Regions from separate parts of the Mus musculus genome. Here region 1 is linked to region 2. The links are chromatin contacts, called in public promoter capture Hi-C maps. All regions are on one chromosome and are shown on one strand. The core of a region is the stretch at or near the end of the contact, and the rest is flanking DNA. Distances in the headings are between cores, read along the strand shown. Region 1 holds the start of 1700081H04Rik (RIKEN cDNA 1700081H04 gene). Region 2 holds the start of Hrk (harakiri, BCL2 interacting protein (contains only BH3 domain)).

Region 1 (4,004 bases), core at 554-3,053, 940 kb after region 2:
GATATAAGCACAGAGCTGTATGTCAAGCTAATGCCAGTAGGGTCCCAACTCTGCTGGCCTTTACCAGACAAAGGGGACATGTAGCACCGGGGCACCAAAGTAATTCCCCTTCCCCCCTCCCAGGACCTCTAGACATCTCATTTCCCAATCTGACAAATGGTGAGCCCAGTCTTCCATGGTTCTCTTCAGGATAAAATGAAAGGAAATATATTACAGAAGTATATGGTTCCTGTTCCCACATCGGTGTTCAGAGAAAATGGTGGAGTGGTGAGAGAAGAGGGGAAAGCTAGGAGAAACTAAGATGGGACAGGATGAAAATCAGGTGTGCTCCCTAAAGGGCTTCATCCTGCAGATGGAATAGCACAGCCATAGAGCAAGGAGCTGGCTGGTCAGGGACTCCAGGGGTACGGGCTGAGGGCATGATGGAAGGGGGCTCAGCCCCTGCTAAGGTGGGAAGGAGGCAGAGAATGTTCATACAGAAACCTGACCTTCCGGGTATGACGTGGGAGGCCTCACATGCCAAGGAGGGCAGTGGGAACACAGAACCAGACATGCCAGCCTTCCATTATGTCTGGAGTCATGTCTCTGTCTGAGCCACAGTTTGTAAAACATGGAAAGTAGGCACCAATGCCCGTCAAGACTCTGAGGAGCAATGGGGAAACTGAGGCTACAGGCCTCTCATGCAACACTACCCAGCACATGCTTCCCGTGGAAGCACAAGAAATCACTCTATCACAGTACAGTCTTGCAAAACTTACTCTCTAGCATAATGACGTATCTGGGCACATCGCAGCCCCATGAGCTTCCTTAGTGATGTGATAAATGTTGAAAATCTGGGTATGTGTGAAAGCTATTGAAAGGTCAGTGTAGGCTCAAGAGTTTGAAGATGGCATCTTAGATCTATGGTATCTATTCTCTCAACAGAGTATGATAAGACAGTGCATCTGTGGGGAAGAGGAGAGATGGAGTAAGCATCATTGATGAAGGAAAAGGATGAAGAATGTGAGGGGCCCTGTTTTGTATGTAACCACTGAGGGCATTTGAAAAGGAAGTAGAGTGTGAACCAATGAGTTAACCTACCTAAAAAGATCCCAACCAATCAGTGATGAGATAGATAGTTGGGCTAGAGAGAACCCAACCAACCAGTGATGATAGATAGTTGGGCTAGAGAGACCCCAACCAACCAGTGATGAGACAGATAGCCTGCCTAGAGAGACCTTCAACCAACCATCGATGAGATAGAGACCCAGCCTAGAGAGACCCCACCCAACCATTAACAGATGGTAAAAGTAGTTTAGAATGGTAACAATTATAGCATTCAATGTTAATCACTCATAGCGTTCAACTGTAAGTACAAAATAAACACAGTTGACCTTTGAGTCAGGTGACAAGATTGTTTCCACTTTACAAATTAAGAAAGGGAAGGATGGAGAAACATGTCCCCTAGTTCCCCCAGACACAGTCATCGGAGGTGAATGGCCGAATGGGTTAAACCCCTTCCAGAACAGAATTGGGAAAATGTTTCTCCCTCACGCTACAATATCTTAGCTTAATTTTCTTTATTTCCAGTTAGAACCAAAGGATTTGTCCCCTTCCTTTCATAGCAGCAGGGGGCAAGAACCTCATCTTTTATGAGGCTGAGGGCAGCTGTTCTTTCCCCCCACCCAGCTGTCCCTTCCTGAAATAGGATAGGGCAAGAATTCAGAACACTCAGATACCAAGGAGAGGGCCCTGGAGCTGGAGTTCTTAGCTTGGAGTCTCAGCTCATCTATCATAACCTGTCTGGGTAACCCTAGCAACCAGACTCAGACTCAACACCCCTATTCTCTTCTGTACATGAAGATAGGTCGTCCCCAGCACTGCTTGGTTCCTAGGGTCATGGTGAAGACCAGTGAGTTTGTCTGCATGTGGGAAAATTATTTTCTATTGTGTGTTCCCGTACCTGTGCATCTGTGACAAGTTTACAGTCATTCCTAGGGATATCTGAATACTGAACTCAACAGGTTACTACTAATTGGGTCAGGGGCTTCTTATCTCCTTGCTTCGACTCTCTTTCATTCAAGCTGCTCTATAGCATCTGGCTCTAGGTGGACTCTGACTGTCCCTCACCGAGATGAGATGCTTAGGTTCTCTTTGCCCAGAGCCACTCAGTGAACACCTTCCTTCTGCCTGCACATCTTTACTTTGAGTGCCACAGAATGAGGCACATCAGACAACAGACTGTCATTCTACAGCATGCCGGTTGAAAGTGGGAACATCGTTTCTGGGGGCCTCTTGGACAAGGTGAGTTAGCCTCAGGCACTGCTTGCCTAGCCTCAGGTACCCTCCTCCCTGGTTTCAAACAGCTCTACACTCTCCAGGGGCCCAATCAGTGGCAACACATTTCTGGGCTGCCTCAATCTCCCTTCTTGACCCCCCCCCCCAACATACACACACAAATGAGTAACATCTAAGCTTAAGTCTCACTCTTGGGTTGGTTAAGTGATGCTAAATCTAGAGTTCCAAAGAACGTTTATTCTTTGTCATACCATCTTGCAGTTCCTCACCAAGGTGCCTATGACACCTGGCACATAAAGGGGGCTCAGTGAACAGTTAATGGTTGTGTCACTGAACAGATATGGATAGTCGAATTCTACCATTACAAAATAAATGATAACTTCATCACGGTGGGGTTGGAGCTGGCAAGGGACTTGTCACTGGAATGAGTCATCTATTTGTAATCCATGTGTCTATCTGTCTGTTGATCATCTAGTTAGGTAGCTATCATCTGAACATGATCCTACATAACTATCTATAAACTATGTATCTATATTTTATATTTTTGTTTGAACATGATTCTACATAACTATCTATAAACTATGTATCTATATTTTATATTTTTATCATTTATCATCTACCAGACCATATTTCATGTATCTATTGTCTATTTGTTCATCAAATCTTCCAAACTCTATCTATCTATCTATCTATCTATCTATCTATCTATCTATCTATCTATCTATCTATCTATCTATCAATAAATCTACCTATCATTTGTCTATCATCTATCTGCCTCTCTGCCTGTCTGCATATCTATCTATCTATCTATCTATCTATCTATCTATCTATCTATCTATCATCTGTCTATGTGTCTATCTCTTTATATAATACATGACATATTTGCTTTGTTTTATGGACTTGTCCAACCAGCACAGGGTAAGACTGTCTCTGAGAGCAAGGCTGTTACACCACCATCATCACATGTTACTTGTGCTGTAGCCAATGAGTGACTCAGCCTCCACTCCTCCATGTCACTGTCTGTGAAACAAACAGGATATTACTGGGCATCGACATTCACTATCAGCTTCATATGAAGGACTTGACAATGAATCAACCCACAACATTATTTTTACCATTAATCATCATCACACTACTGGAGATTGAACCCAGGGCTTTGTGAGCACTAGACCCCAACTTGATGGAATTGTTATTATTGTGTAATGGTAGAATTGCAAATATTGCATGAGAGGGTATCTGGGAAACATTTATGACAGGATTCAAAAGGCATGTGCATGTGGAGTGTGTGAATGTGTGTGAGTGTGTGTACACATGTGCATGTATGTGTGTCTGACTGCGGGTGTTTTGTGGAATATTCTTATTATTTATTTCATGGGTAATAATTCCCTAACCATCCACAACTTCTGAGGGTGCTGCAGGCACTGTCAGTACTAGAGGTGGCGAGGACTTTTATTTTGCACAATAATGATGGTGGATGGTGACATCAGGACCGTGTGGCCGGTGGCTGGGAAAAGGCTCTCCTCTGGGAAGAGGGAAATCCATCCATCATTTCCAAGACACATCTGAAAAGTGATCCCCCTTGCTGACCACAGGATGGGCACCTGCTGAGAAGTGAATCCCTAAGACTGGAGGGAGGAAACCGAGGCTCCCCAGGCCTGAAAGGCGAAACCGCAGGCTTGTCACATGTGGCTCAGCCCAATTAGGAATGATAAAAAAACGGTTTCCTT
Region 2 (4,054 bases), core at 629-3,128:
TCAGAGCCAGCCTTTGCTTTGTACTAACCCCTATCTTGGGCAAGAGGCCTCATGGACTTGGGCCTTGGCTTCCTCATGTTGAAAAACAGGACACCGAAAGAGTCTCTGTAGGAGCACAGGCCAGGACCTTGGCAGGCAGCTGGCATGGAAGGTACTCTGTAGTGTGGGTAGTAAGGGCACAGTGACTGCCCACTGGGTGGGGGCGAGGGTCACCAAAAGCACACAGCTGGGCTATGCTGAGCTCTGACAGTCACCTCACCAAGCTTCCAAGGGAGCCCGTAGCCCATTGATGTGGCTGAAAGTCAGTCAAGCTGCAGAGTCCTCCTGTCATTTGGTGGTCAGGAGGATGAGGCAGGAGAGCTTCTGGTTACACCGTAGCAGAGTTTTTGAAACAAAAGGAAAGTCACAATAACATCACAGAACTCCAAAAAGGTGAGTTCATAGTTTCTTATCTTTTGGGTTTTAGTTATTTATTTTGGTTTTTTGAGACAGGGTTTTTCTGTGTAGCCCTGGCTGTCCTGGAACTCACTCTGTAGACCAGGCTGGCCTCGAACTCAGAAATCTGCCTGCCTCTGCCTCCCAAGTGTTGGGATTAAAGGCGTGTACAACCACTGCTCGACTTGTTTTCTGTTTGAATACGTCTGTCTATCTCCTATCTATCTATCTATCTATCTATCTATCTATCTATCTATCTATCTATCTATCTATCTATCTTATGTGCATACACATAGGGTAGTACATATGGAGGTCAGAGGACAATCTGTGGGTATCAGATTTCTGTCTTTGGAACACACGGATTCACAGGACTGAAATTAAGTCATCAGGTTCGGTTGCAAGCACCTTTACCCACAGAGGCATCCCTGACTCTTTGGGGTTTTTAAATAAAGGATTCTCTCTGTAACTGTGGCTGGCCTGAAACCACTATATGGACCAGGTTGTATATGGACCACTTCCCTGCTCCTTCAGGCCCCAATCCCAAAGCTGTCCAAAATCCAGTGGCTTGGACATGGTGGGCGGGTCTCTCTAGCACCCTAAGGAGTCCCAGGAGCCTCCTCACTGGTCGGCACCCTCCCCAGAGGACTTCCCAGGCTGGAGCTGGAGCAAAACTGGATTGGTCTTCCTTTGGGTTAGGTAACCTCACTGGGCACCAAGGCAAAGCCTTACAGGGTCGCCAGCAAACTCTGACCCCGTTTGAAAAGATAAAGCCTACAAAGTAAGCAGGCTGCAAGAACTTCTCTCTAGAACCACGTTCTTGGGTGGGGGGTGGGGGGTGGGGAGATGTCTTGAGTGCAAAGGCGACTCGCCCAAGTTGGAGTCCAACCCATCCCGGGTCCCCCGCCTTCATTTCAGGGTTCAGGCTCCCACCCCGGGGTGCGCTTAAGTCAGGTCACCAGAAGGGGGTGCGAACGCGTGTCAGGAATGTGTGCACCCACCCGGAGGCTGACAGGTGCGGAGGCTGTCCCGAAACAGGGCAAGTCGGCTTGAACCCTGCCTCCCACCACCCAGGCCACACAACAGCCCGGGGATCTTTTCGCATTACGGCCGAATTCTCCCGGAGCTCAATTCACAGTGCGCACCGAGCTGGCTTTCCAGGCTATCTCCGAGCTGGAGCCTCCCGCAGCCCGGGAAGCGAAACAGCGGACCCCGGGCCAGCATTCCCGAAGCCCCGCATCCCTGCCTGTCCCCGCCCTGCCGGCGTCTCGAGGGTTAAAAGTTACCTCTCGGCTTTTTCTCCTGCACACACTCCCCACCCCCCGGGCCGGATGATGTAACCCCCTCCCCGCGCCCTCCCCGCCCCCTCCACCATGTGACACTTTAATTAATAATAGCGCCGTCAGCACAACAAACGCGCGGTGAAGGGCGAAACTTGGGGTCCAGGGAGGCTCCTCCGCACGCCATGTGCCCGTGTCCCCGGCATCGCGGCCGCGGGCCCCCGGCCGTGTGCGGTTGCGGCGACGCTCGCCCCGGGCTGCGCTGGGCGGCGGCGCAGGTGACCGCGCTGCGGCTGCAGGCGCTGGGCGACGAGCTGCACCGACGCGCCATGCGGCGTCGCGCGCGGCCCCGGGACCCGCTGCCCGCGCTGCTGCCCGCGCTCCGCGCCCGCTGGCCCTGGCTGTGCGCGGCCGCGCAGGTGGCGGCGCTGGCGGCCTGGCTGCTCGGCAGGCGGAGCGCGTAGGCGGCGCGCGCGGGGCCTTCTTGGTGGGGGGGACCGGAGCCGAGACCCAGCCCGGACCGAGCAACAGGTACGCGGGCAAGCGGGCGGGAGAGCGACAGCGACAGCGGGAGCCAGGGCTCCTCGGCGAGGAACAGCGGACCCGGTCTCCTACTCTTCGCTTGCCCTCTGTCCCTCTTTATCCAGACCCCGAGTATCTGCTCCGCCTCATCCCCCCTACTCTCTCTCTCTCTCTCTCTCTCTCTCTCTCTCTCTCTCCCTCTCCCTCCCTCTCTTCCCTCATTCTCTCTCCTCCTCCCTCTGTTCCTCTCTCCTTTCTCTCTTCTCTTCCTCCCTTCTCCTTCCCCCTCTCTCTTCTCTCCCTCTCTCTCTTCCTCCCTCCTTCCTCTCTCTCCCTCTCTCCTTCCCTCCTTCATCTCTCTCCTCTCTTCTTTCCCTCCACTCTCCATCTCCACTCTCTCCCCCTCTCTCCTTCCTCTCCCTTTCCTTTCCCTCTCTCTCTCCTCTTTTTCCTTCCCTCCTCCCCTTCTCCTTCCTCTCCCTTTCCTTTCCCTCTCTCTCTCCTCTTTTTCCTTACCTCCTCCCCCTCTCCTCCCGCTCCCCTGTCTCTGTTCTGTCTTCACTCTCCCCCCCCTCCCCACTCCTCTCTCTTCTCCCTCACTCTCATCTCTCTTCAGTGTTTTCACTCTCTTCTTTCTCCAATCCCCTGGCTCACGTTATTCTTCCCCTTGTGTAGCTCTCCTCTGCCTTTCCACTTTCTCCTGTTTTCCCTTTCTCCAGTCTGCTTTCTCTCTCCTCTCCCACTACCCCGTGTCCCCCCTTCCTTCTCCACCTCTCTCTCTCTCCCCCCCTTCTCTCTCTCCTCACTGTCCCCTCTCTCCTTTCTCCCTCTTCTCTCTCCTCCTCCTTCCTCTGCAGCATAGTGGTTTTAGAAGGACGTAAGCCACCACAATCGCTGCCAGCCCCAGTAAACACACGCAGTAGAACTGCACCAGTCCGAGCTAAGAGTCTCCCCTAATTATGCACCACAGGTTCTCGAGTCCCCGGCCCTTTTCAAACCGCCTGGTATTCCAACTTGACCAGGTCTCCATATCTCCACTGCCAACTCCCGTCTCCTCAAGGGTCTGCAGTTTGTGGTGATCCCCATTCTCTATGACCCCCCAACTCCTCCCACCCCCGCTCCCGTGGAAGTTTCTCAGGGGTAGGTCGTGGTCCTCTCTCCAAGGCAGGCGCACATCAAGGTCCCATCTCCTGGGTAACTTTGTTGCTCCTTTTACCACGAGGTGTCGCGGTTTACAGCTTGGCCTCCTATCACCTTCCCCAGCGACGGCGAGAGGTGTGGGCGCCTGCTGTGTGCTCCGGACCGTCCCTGGGTGCTGGGTGCCTAATGTTTGATATCGGGAGGCTATAGGTGGGTCCTTGGTAGGGTGACCTGTGAGCACCCGCTGTGTGCCAGGTACCGGGCTAGGCGGTTTGGGGGAGCAAGAAGTGTCGGTCGGGGTCGCCTTTCTAGATTTCTAGTGCAGAGGCTTCATAAAACGGGGTGGGGTGGGTGGGAACTAGGCTGACTTCCGAGAATGGGTCGGAATGTGAAGATCACAGGTAAGGTAGCCAGAGACCCTGAGATGCTCTGGGCTGATCCCAGCCCTGCCCGACGGGCGCGCAGACACCTTAGGAAGCTGGCGCGGCGCCGCAGGGAGAGGCGGCAGCCGGAGCGTGGGGGGTGGCAGCGCCCGAGGAGCTGCGGGGGTGAGCGGGGTGTGAGCCGGGAGCGCGGGCGACAGATGTCGCGTGGGCCCGCGCAGCCCGGGCGCTGGCGAAGAGAACTGTCGCTTCGGGGCGCCCTGCGGCCCGGCTCCCTGGCTCTGAAGGTCCCTTGCG

What was found. Promoter capture Hi-C pulls out the DNA fragments that hold promoters and counts their contacts.
Region 1: a promoter capture Hi-C map of stem cell-derived epiblast-like cells shows a contact between it and region 2, with 6 times the contacts expected there. The contact joins the promoter of 1700081H04Rik here to the promoter of Hrk in region 2.

What each region holds. Positions count from the first base shown.
Region 1 is chr5:119,106,433-119,110,436 of GRCm38.p6, forward strand. It overlaps 1700081H04Rik (RIKEN cDNA 1700081H04 gene), which reads left to right and starts at 1,804. Exons shown (of 4, transcript NR_040693.1): 1 at 1,804-2,283.
Region 2 is chr5:118,167,886-118,171,939 of GRCm38.p6, forward strand. It overlaps Hrk (harakiri, BCL2 interacting protein (contains only BH3 domain)), which reads left to right and starts at 1,879. Exons shown (of 2, transcript NM_007545.2): 1 at 1,879-2,243. The coding sequence starts at 1,898. The coding sequence ends at 2,176.